Regions from separate parts of the Mus musculus genome. Here region 1 is linked to region 2. A link is a contact called in public HiChIP or PLAC-seq data. All regions are on one chromosome and are shown on one strand. The core of a region is the stretch at or near the end of the contact, and the rest is flanking DNA. Distances in the headings are between cores, read along the strand shown. Region 1 has its middle 23 kb from the start of Gm39392. Region 2 holds the start of Cd300lg (CD300 molecule like family member G).

Region 1 (5,080 bases), core at 904-3,403, 230 kb before region 2:
ACAGCTCCTCCGGAAGTGGCCACAGACATAGATGAGTGAACATGGCTGCGTTCCAGCAAAACTGTATTTATGGATCCGGACATTCAAATTTCCTATAAATTTCATGTGTCCAGAAGGATTATCCTCTTGATTGTTTTCTCAAACTGTTGGCACGTGATTGTAGGCTGTGGCCAGAATTTGCTGAGCTCTGATCTCAGCGGAGTGCTGCTTGATGTGTGGCAAGCACTCAAAGGAGCTACACTATTTTCTTTGAAAATTATTTTTGTTTTTAATTTATGTGTATGTATGTGTGTGTATGTATGTATATATGTATGTATGTATGTATGTCTGCCATGAATGTGGGTATCCCAAGAGTACAGAAGAAGACATCTGATCCCCTGAGACTGGAGTTACAGAAGGTGGTGAACCATCATGTGAGTGATGGGAACTGAACCTGGGTCCTCTGGAAGAGCACCAAGTGCTGTTAACCACTGAGCCATTCTCTCTCCAGCCCCCAGAACTACCGTGCTTTCTTTCTCACTTCACTGTGGAGATAAAGAGGCTCAGGGGTGAAGGAGGGTGAGGTGGCTCATTCAGGGTCAACCAGAAGATCACAGGCTATCCTAGACCTCCTGAGTCTGGATTCCAAAGTCTGGATTCCAAATTTTTTAACAAGTTGCTTTGTGTGTGTGTATGTGTGATGAAAGATTATAGATACAGGTATTCATCCAGTGTGTTGTGTACATGATGTGTGAAGTGAAGTGTGTGTGTGTGTGTGTGTGTGTGTGTGAGTGTAGACAGTGCATGTATGAAAGCCACTTTAAAAGGGGCCCACAAGCCGGGCACGCCTTTAATCCCAGCACTTGGGAGGCAGAGACAGGTGAATTTCTGAGTTCGAGGTCAGCCTGGTTTACAGAGTGAGTTCCAGGACAGCCAAGGCTACACAGAGAAACCCTGTCTCGAAAAACCAAAAATAAAATAAAATGATAAAACAAAATAAAAGGGGCCCACAAAGGGGCTGGAGAGATGGCTTAACAGTTAAGAGCACTGACTGTTCTTTCAGAAGTCCTGTGTTCAATTCTCAGCAACCACATGGTGGCTCACAACCATCTGTAATGGGATCTGATTCCCTCTTCTGGTGTGTCTGAAGGCAGCCACAGCGTACTCACACACATAAAATAAATATCTAAAAGGGAGAGGGCATAAGCCTCCCTCTCTCTTTGGTATCTGTGGGCTCATAGGCAGAGAGTGACTTGTAGAGATGTAGGATTCGTCGTCTCTGCCACAAGCATCCAAGTGTCTGAGCTGCTCTAGTGAACTGCCGCCCAGTGTTTTTACAAGGCACCCGCTGACTGCTGAAGGTGAGGACAGGGAAATGGGCTCTGGCCATTCCGGCAGACCCTTTTAGCTGTTGCTCATTCGGGCGCCTCTCAGCCCATCTATGGGTTTCTGGATGGTTTGCTGGAATTCTCTCTGAAATGTGCCAAGCTTCCTGCCCAGGAGAAGACATTCACTTAATTTATTTAATCTGGATGATTTAATTCTCTCATTCAGATGGAACGAAACACAAATTTTGCATTAGAGGGGGCCGAGGGAGAGAGAGGAATGGAGGTTGAAAGGCAGTGACGTCACTATGCCCGCGGCAGAATGTCTCTCCCACAGACCGCGGGCATCCCACATAACTCGGCATTTTGGAAGCCCAAAGAGTAAAGGCCTGGCCGTAGGGCCTTCCCATGCAAAAGAATTGACCGTGTCTGATTTCTGTGTTTCCACTCCGGGCTTAGACTCTCACTGCTTGTACTTCCTAAGCTCCGGGGTCCTCAGCTGCCCCCCTTCGCTCTTGCTCCTCTCCCGGCTCCCTTGAACTTGAGCTCTCTGGTTCGGCAAACATCAGCCCTGCCTCTGCATGTTTCTCACAGTTGGCCCACCCTGTGAGCCCTGCGTGTTCTCAGTTTAGCTTTTGCGTTTCTAGATGCTTTCTCACCCTGTCTCTCTTCTGCCTCTTTCCCTTCCTCCGTCTCTTTCCCGTCCCCTGTATCTTTATTGTGGTGCTTTGTGCACCAAGCTGAAATTCTTTGCACATGTGATTCTCCCCCACATACAGCCACAAGTTTTTTCTAGGCAAGAGAGTGTCTTGCTCATCTATGAATCACCAAGTCCCAGGGCGATGCTCACCACAGAGGAGGTGCTGGGCCAACAGAAGCTTGCTGAATGAATAAAAGAACCCACAAACGGGAGGACCAGGACCAGGATGAACGCCGCAGGCCTCGGGCATGCGCACAGACATGTGCCACCCTCCGCATCTCAGTCCTTCTAGGCTGTGGTCATCACACAGATATCCACCCCCACAAGAGTCAAAGGGCCACCCCTAACTCATGCTCCTGGTTCATTCGTGTTCTGCACACAGTGGCCCTGTGCTTTCAGAAGAACTTTGGGTAGCCAAGGCTGCCCTTTGAATATTGCCCAGGATGAGGGAGAAGGGTGGGACTGGAGGTGCATCCGGCATCCCAGTATGGCCTCCAAGGCAAAAGCTCTGTGGAGGGACCCAGTGGGGGCTACCCTGCCTGTGCTAGCAGGCTGGGGTGGGAGGGTGAGGGAGGAAAAGTCCCACAAGTGATAAAGATCTTGATAAAGATCAAAGCGGTGGGGACAGACGAATGCTCCTGCAGGTAACTGGCTTCTCTATATTCCACTCCTCACTGGGGAATGTTTCCAAGTACCAACATGTTAATAAGTGAATGAACATGCATGTGAATGCTATTTGACCATGGGCACATAATTCCCCTCTGTCCCGCCCATCCTTCCTTCCTTCCTTCCTTCCTTCCTTCCTTCCTTCCTTCCTTCCTCCCTCCCTCTCTTCCCTTTGACAGGGTCTCATATCCAAGGTGAACCCTGAATTATCTATGTAGTCAAAGATGAATTTGAACTTTAGATCATCCTGTCTCCATCTCCGCTCCCAGATGCTGGCACTACAGGCACCTGTCCCTATGCTTGGTTTTATGCTATCCTGAGGACGAATGGGAACCAGAGCTTTGTGATGGCTACCCAAGCTTTCTACCAAGGGAGCCACACCTCCAGCCTGACCCTACCCCTCCTTCCATCTCTCTTTTCTTTCCATGCACGGACTCATGCATGCTAGGCAAGAACTGCACCTCTGAGCTGATATCCCCAGTTTCCCAGGTATTTCTTTAAAACAATTTATGTATTTTTATTTTACGCATGTGAGCGCTTTGCTTACGTGTATGTATATGCTCCGTGTGTGTGCCTGGTGTCTGTGGAGACCAGAAGACAGTGTCAGATCCCGTGGAACTGGAGTTACAGATGGTTGTGAGCTGCCACGTGGGTGCTGGGAACTGAGCCCAGCTCTTCTAGGAGAGTAGCGAGTGCCCTTAACCACTGGACCATCTCCCTAGCTCCTTCCTCCTCCCCTTATAAGGAGGAGTGGATTGGCCTAGTTATCTCCAGGGTCTCTGGTTCTTCTAGGCCCTTTCCCCCTTTGCCTTACTAGTGACCCTGACCCTGCACAAATATAACTTATCACTTGCTTACAATAAGTATGACTATGGCCTCAACACTGTCATTAGCTGAGCTGTCAGTATAGAAAACCCAGTACTCTAAATGAAGTTGAAAAGTTCTCTTTGTGTATGGTTGCGTGTGTGTGTGTGTGTGTGTGTGTGTGTGTGCGCGTGCGCGTGTGTGGTTTTGGGCAGGCTTCTTCTTTTTAACCTTCTACCTCTTGTGTATAAAGTGAAAACAATTATTGTCTTATTTATCACTGTAGCATCAGATGAATGATAGACTCAGGAGGTTTGCCACCTGTAAACGTTACTAAGGAATGACACGTGACAAGCCCCCACATTAGGCGCTGGGTAAATGAGTCTTTCCTGAAGCTCTGCAAGCTTCTCTCTTAATGGACTTTACCCCGGGGCTGCAGGGAGCGTGAGGCAGCTAGGAGTTCCCCATTACTCCATAAAGGCCACCTAAGTGCTTCAACTTTGTCCTCACCCTGCCCCCCCCACATAAGTCAACAGGGTCGGTGGGTGGGGGCTGGGAGGGGGAAACAAAGGAGCTGTTAGCAGGTAGGAGCAAGTCCGCCTGCTATCTGGGCAAGTCACCACCAATAAAACCCAATCAATGCAGCCCTTTTTAAGTTGGTTGGATCAGTGACCCAGAAAATAGCTCCCCCGCAGCAAAGGAAATGATAGTCAATAAACTGAGCCGTCAATGGGAAAAATCTATTAAAGAGAGTGAGATAGCAGGAGACCTCTGGTGTTAACGGAGACCCTTTGGAACAGAGCCATGAAGCCAAGAGCCCATGGTTAACCCTCTCAACTCAAGACCCAGAGTCGCCTCTGTCCCAGCGCCTACAGTGCCTGCGGCTTCTGGTCCCCTCAGATGGCATAGAAGGATCCAGAAACGTGGGTTTCTTTGTGTTTACCAGGTCAAACGAACAGGGGGAGTATCCCCTGTTGGGGGGCCAGCAGGTGTATGTGTAGCACCTGGTACTACCTGCCTGGGGCGCTACAGAGGGATGATACCTTACTCTCCCCCTGGGAAAGCATCTGGGGCGTATGGGGGGGTGCCTCTTGAGTTGCAGATGTCGTTTAGTTGATGGAGCTCCTGGCTAACATGAAGGAAGCCCTGGGTTCAATCTAAGAACTTGGGTTGATAGTGTAAACCGATTATTCCCAAACTCAGGAGGTGGAGGCTGGGCATCAGAGGTTTAAGGTCTTGGTTAAGTAGTCAGTTCAAGGCCAGGTCTGGCTTCATGAGATCCTTGTCTCAAAATAAAATGAATATAGAGGCCACTTATAGCATCTGTCCTGTTGGGAGGCAGGGGACATACCTTAATCCACACCAGGCTGCTCACACCACCTTGCCAGCTAGTGGGGCTTCCCTCCTCTGGTATCGACAAAGAAGAAAATTAGCTTCCAAGAAACCGGGCTTTCTCTCTGTGTGTACTTTCAGCTTTCTTTCACCCAGTGAGGTAGGGACTAGGGACACTAGAGTGAGCCGGCAGGTTTCTTGGGCAAGCTGTATGAACCTAGAAGAATTTGGACAAGATAACAGTTCTCATCATCTGGTCCTAGAAAAGCCACAG
Region 2 (4,725 bases), core at 1,466-3,965:
TGCTAACCTGTGAACTGAACTGCTGATTTCCAGACAAAACAGACAGGGGTTGCTCCAAAGAACCTTTCTAAACAGTTCCACTCCCCTGCCCCCCACCCGTATCCTTTCTTTCCCACTACCTCTGGTGAGTGATGGGCTACAAGGGAGGTTAAAGCATTTAAGAACCATCATTAAAAATAGGTGTTTTGGGACTGGTGAGATGGCTCATCAGGTAAGAGCCCTGACTGCTCAATGCTCTTAATCCATGAGCCATACCTCTAACCTCTAACCTCTAACCTCTAACCTCTAACCTCTAAACTCTAAACTCTAAACTCTAAAAGATCTGGTTTTTACCAGGTCCTCCAGGTCAGCTCCTGGGCAAGGTGTGGGGCAGGGGGCGAAGAGGTAATGATGTTTAAATACACAGGTGAAGAGTATGGAGGGGGGGGCAAGCTTCAAACCCAGTGCTCCATCTGTATAAGGAAGCATTTGGTAACAACTTCCATATTCCCCTGAAACGACAATCATGAATACTGTGCCTGTTCTATGCTTAATGTTTTAAATATTATAATATCCCAGCTACGCTGGGGGGAGAAATAAAAAGAAAACAATTTATTACTAAAAAGCACATATTTCAAAAATGTCAGGGGCCAGCTCCTACAGCCCTAAAAATATAATGGAGTGTCAAGCGCTTGCCCTGCTTATGATGAATAAGCTAGACACAAAGAACAAGGAACATCTAGAAATAAAGACGTGCAGAAATATACCATGCAAAGCTAGAGTAGATTGTGTGTGTGTGTGTGTGTGTGTGTGTATGTTTCAAACTGCAAAAACCACTTCTCTTGGGTGATCTGTACACAGGAAAGGGAGTCATGTTCCGGACTGAGGTCAGTAGGGTTTCATGATGACATATTCCAGGTCAGTAAACAGCAGGAATGCCTGCCAAGCACTGTGTAATCAAGACATGTGCCCTGTTGCTGGAGAGATGGCTCTGTTCGTAAAGACACTCGCAGCCAAACAATACGACCTGTGGTATATGCCCGGAGCCCACAGGGCGGAAAGAAAGAACTGAGTCCTGCACGTTGTCCTACGTTGTTCATAGCATGCTATGACATTCACGTGCTCATACACACTTAAAACATGAGAATAAATAAATGTAATACTTACGCCCTCTATTACCAGAGCCACAAGAACAAACTCCCCTCTCACAACAACTGGGCTTTAACAACTCCTACCCCACCCCCAGGGGTCGAAAAGAAACATACCAAAATACTAAGAGTGATTTTATAAGGCAGAAGGTGAGTTACTTGTAATACTCCAATCCTTGCCTTCCCTCCGTTCTTACTTATCTGTATAATATAAATATTTGCTTAGATGTCATACTGACTTTGAAAGCCTGAAAGACAGCTATTTTGGAAAATGGCTCAGAGCTCCCTCTAGCGTGCGTTTGTTCTGTTCCCTTGAAGCAATAAGCAAGTCTGCAAAGGGGAAACAAGCCACTGATTAACTTTTGCAAGTGTCCAGCAAGACAAAGCGCTCGGTTCAGGGGACCCGCCTTTCAAAGCAGCTGACCCAAAGCTCCCGCAGAGCTCAGCTCAGCCCTGCTGAAGCCGCCGCCCTGTGGCCAATGACGGTACTGCATCCCAGACAATGGGATGCTGATCAGAAGGGCTATATAATTGGTCTTTAAATTTTTTACCCTTCACACTTCAGCAGTGTGAAGAGAAGAAGCTTACAGATCTCCCACACCCCAAAATAATGGCTCATATGCATATGAAACAAGTTCACGTGTTTAAAATAAAGAAGGGCCGACAAGATGGCCTTTACAAGCCTGATATTCTCAGCTGGATTCCTGGACTCTATGAAAATGTTGAAGGTGGACTCTATAAAGTTGCTTTCTGAAAATATAATTTTAAATTTTTAATAAACTAAAAATAGAGTGTTGGAGAGGTGGCTCAGCGGTTAAGAACACAGGTTGTTTTTCCAGGACCCTGGTTCTATTCCCAGCACTCGCATGGTGGCTCATAGCCATCTGTAACTTCAGCCTCAGGAGATCCAGTGCCCTCTTCTGGCCTCTGTGAGAACTGCGTACACAGGGTGCACAGACACGCAGGCAAACCATCCATGCACATGAAAAATAAATACAATGAAAATAATAAGCTTAAATTAAGATGCTAAAAATAGGGATATAGTTTAAAATATATTATCAGTGATTTACTAATTAACAAATAAGCTTCCATATTTAGTACTTTAATACTCAGATCCAGGGGCAGGTCAAAAAACTAATAATTTCCCAAATAGTGAAGTATTTGGGGATATCAGCAATGACTGGTTGTTCCAGGGTTTGTGATTCTTATAGTAGCAGTGTCAAGTTATGCACACCTCTGAGAATTATTTATTTATTTATTTATTTATTTTGAGACAGGGTTTCTCCGTATAGCCTGGAACTCACTCTGAAGACCAGGCTGGCCTCGAACTCAGAAATCCACCTGCCTCTGCCTCCTAAGCTCTGGGATTAAAGGCATGTGCAAAAGGAAAAACAATATATCAGAGGTTCCCAAAGGCCATGATGAATTACACAGGCAAATCACAGATTAAGGCTAAGTAGGGGCTGGAGATTGGGTGGGTCTGCAACCTGTGGTAACTGGCACTGGGTAGAAGGGGGAAAAGAGTAAAGGAAAAAGCAGAAGGCCCTCCAAGGCGGAGCTGAGCTCGATGGCCCGCCCCCCACCCCTCCCTTCCTGGCTCCAGCCCGGCAGAAGCTAAAGCTCAGAAGAGCTCCCAATTGCAGGCAACTGCAGTGTCCAGCACCCACCATGAGGCCTCTGGTCCTGCTATGGGGCTGCCTGGTGCTCCCAGGTGAGAGGGGTCAGAGGTGGCTGGGATGGAGGGGCTTACAGATGCAGGCCTGAGCACGCTCTTGTGGTCTGTGGTTATGCCTTCCCTCCACACCATGAGGAGGTGGGGTGGGGTGGGGTGGAATACATCCCTATTTCACAACCCATCTGCAGCCCAGCAGCCCTGAGCTCAGCACTTGCTGCTCTTGCACCTTGAGCCCAGGGTCTTTCTCCCTTGGGTTCCCTGGCTCTGCAGAACCTCTCTGACCACAGGGCAGCAAGCATACATCCACTTACCCTGTTAGCTCAGCTAACTTGGTTGAATACCTACTAAGTTTGCTTTTTCTTTCTTTGCTTTCATTTTTTTCTTGCTTTACTTTTTAATTTTATTATTGTTAGTATGTGTGTGTCTGTGTATGTGTGTGTGTGAGAAAGAGAGTATGTGTGGTATATGCATGTATATAATATATATGTATACACACATACATACATACGCATATACACATATACATACACACACATATACATACATATACATATTTATAAAATGTGCGTTCATTGCAAGAGGGCAAAGGGCTGGACAGTAAGTAACCACACTGTCACCCACAGGGAGCAAAGCTTTCTTTACTTTTGTAATTTTTTTATCCTTTCTTTCTCCTTGGCAATGCTTGGGGGAGGGGTGGAACCCAGGCCCCGGAGCATGCTAAATGAGTGCTTTGCCACTAAGCTATATCCCTAGCCTTCTCTCCATTTTATGCTTCAGACAGACTGGCCTTGAACTTGCTCTGATTCCAAGTAACTGAATCAAGAGCACCCCCCCCCCAGGCTGGGTTCATCAGGACACATCTTATAACTAACATCGCATCTTGTAACTGACAGACATCACATCTTGTAACTGACATCAGTTGCTCAGTTGGCCATGTTTGCTTGGTTTTCCCTTAAAAATATATAACATTAACTCACACTGTTTTTAAGGGTTTTGTTACATGTGTTTATCATGTGTGTGTGTGTGCATATATGAGCACACATTAGTCCATGAATGCTGTAGTACATGTGAGGAAGGTCCGTGTACAACGTTTGGGAATCTATTCTCTCCTTCCTGAGGATCGAACTCAGGTTGTCAGGCTTAGCCGCAAGCTCCTCTACCCCTCGAGCCATCTGGCCAGCCTGACTTGTGTCTCTCAAATAACATGTTTGTTCTAAGGTTCCCCAGAGGAAGGGAGAACCCTGGGGGTCTATGGTTTGCCCAAGATGTTCTAACAAGAACGCCTCCCTTCATCCCCATGAAATGGGAACTTCTGCTCTCGGCCTGGTACTTGGATCCGTGGAAATCCCATCTCCTTTCACGCTGCATTTTCAGGTTATGAAGCCCTGAAGGGTCCAAAGGAGATCAGTGGATTTGAAGGTGACACCGTGTCCCTGCGGTGTACCTACGTGGAGAAGATGAAGGAGCACAGGAAGTATTGGTGCCGGCAGGGTGGCATCCTGGTGTCACGCTGCGGTGACATTGTCTACGCAAATCAGGACCAGGAGGTGACTCGAGGCAGGATGTCCATCCGAGACAGTCCCCAAGAGCTCTCGATGACCGTGATCATGAGGGACCTTACCCTGAAGGATTCAGGGAAGTACTGGTGTGGGATTGACAGACTGGGCCGCGATGAGTCTTTTGAGGTTACACTCATTGTCTTTCCAGGTAATGGACTCCTCCCCCTACCTGGGTTGCGGGGGGGGGGGGGGGGGGGATGTAGAGGAGACTAGGATGGGTGAGAGCATCTGAGCCATGGCTTCAGTGTCCCCATTACAGAAGGGGGCAGTCTTGGTACCAATCTCACCAGGCCTCTCCAGGACGTGGGGAGGGACACTCTGCTGAGCACTGGGGACAACTTAGAGAGGAAGCCGCAGTGTGCCT

The links. HiChIP or PLAC-seq counts read pairs in DNA pulled down with a chosen protein or histone mark.
Region 1: a contact with region 2 is called in a FOXA1 HiChIP or PLAC-seq map of pancreatic cancer cells. The contact joins the enhancer-like site here to the promoter of Cd300lg in region 2. A contact is called at or near these places in 12 of 39 promoter capture datasets (the 3T3-L1 cell line, 3T3-L1-derived adipocytes, the HPC-7 cell line and 7 more), 1 of 15 datasets of contacts at CTCF or cohesin (embryonic stem cells), 12 of 484 Hi-C or Micro-C datasets (the 3T3-L1 cell line, the AML12 cell line, cerebellum and 7 more), 2 of 115 datasets of contacts at active chromatin or transcription factors (embryonic stem cells and pancreatic cancer cells) and 3 of 9 other capture datasets (adipose tissue, embryonic stem cells and macrophages).

Annotation. Positions count from the first base shown.
Region 1 is chr11:101,805,333-101,810,412 of GRCm38.p6, forward strand. No RefSeq gene overlaps it. Among named protein-coding and RNA genes, the nearest start is that of Gm39392, 23 kb to the left of the region's middle. Within about 2 kb of position 2,154, at least 49 of the 459 cell types and tissues checked have an H3K27ac peak or open chromatin away from gene starts, as enhancers often do. A contact at or near this core is called in myocytes and pancreatic cancer cells, where this site is marked.
Region 2 is chr11:102,038,796-102,043,520 of GRCm38.p6, forward strand. Cd300lg (CD300 molecule like family member G) reads left to right here and starts at 2,716. Exons shown (of 7, transcript NM_027987.3): 1 at 2,716-2,838; 2 at 4,177-4,509. The coding sequence starts at 2,796.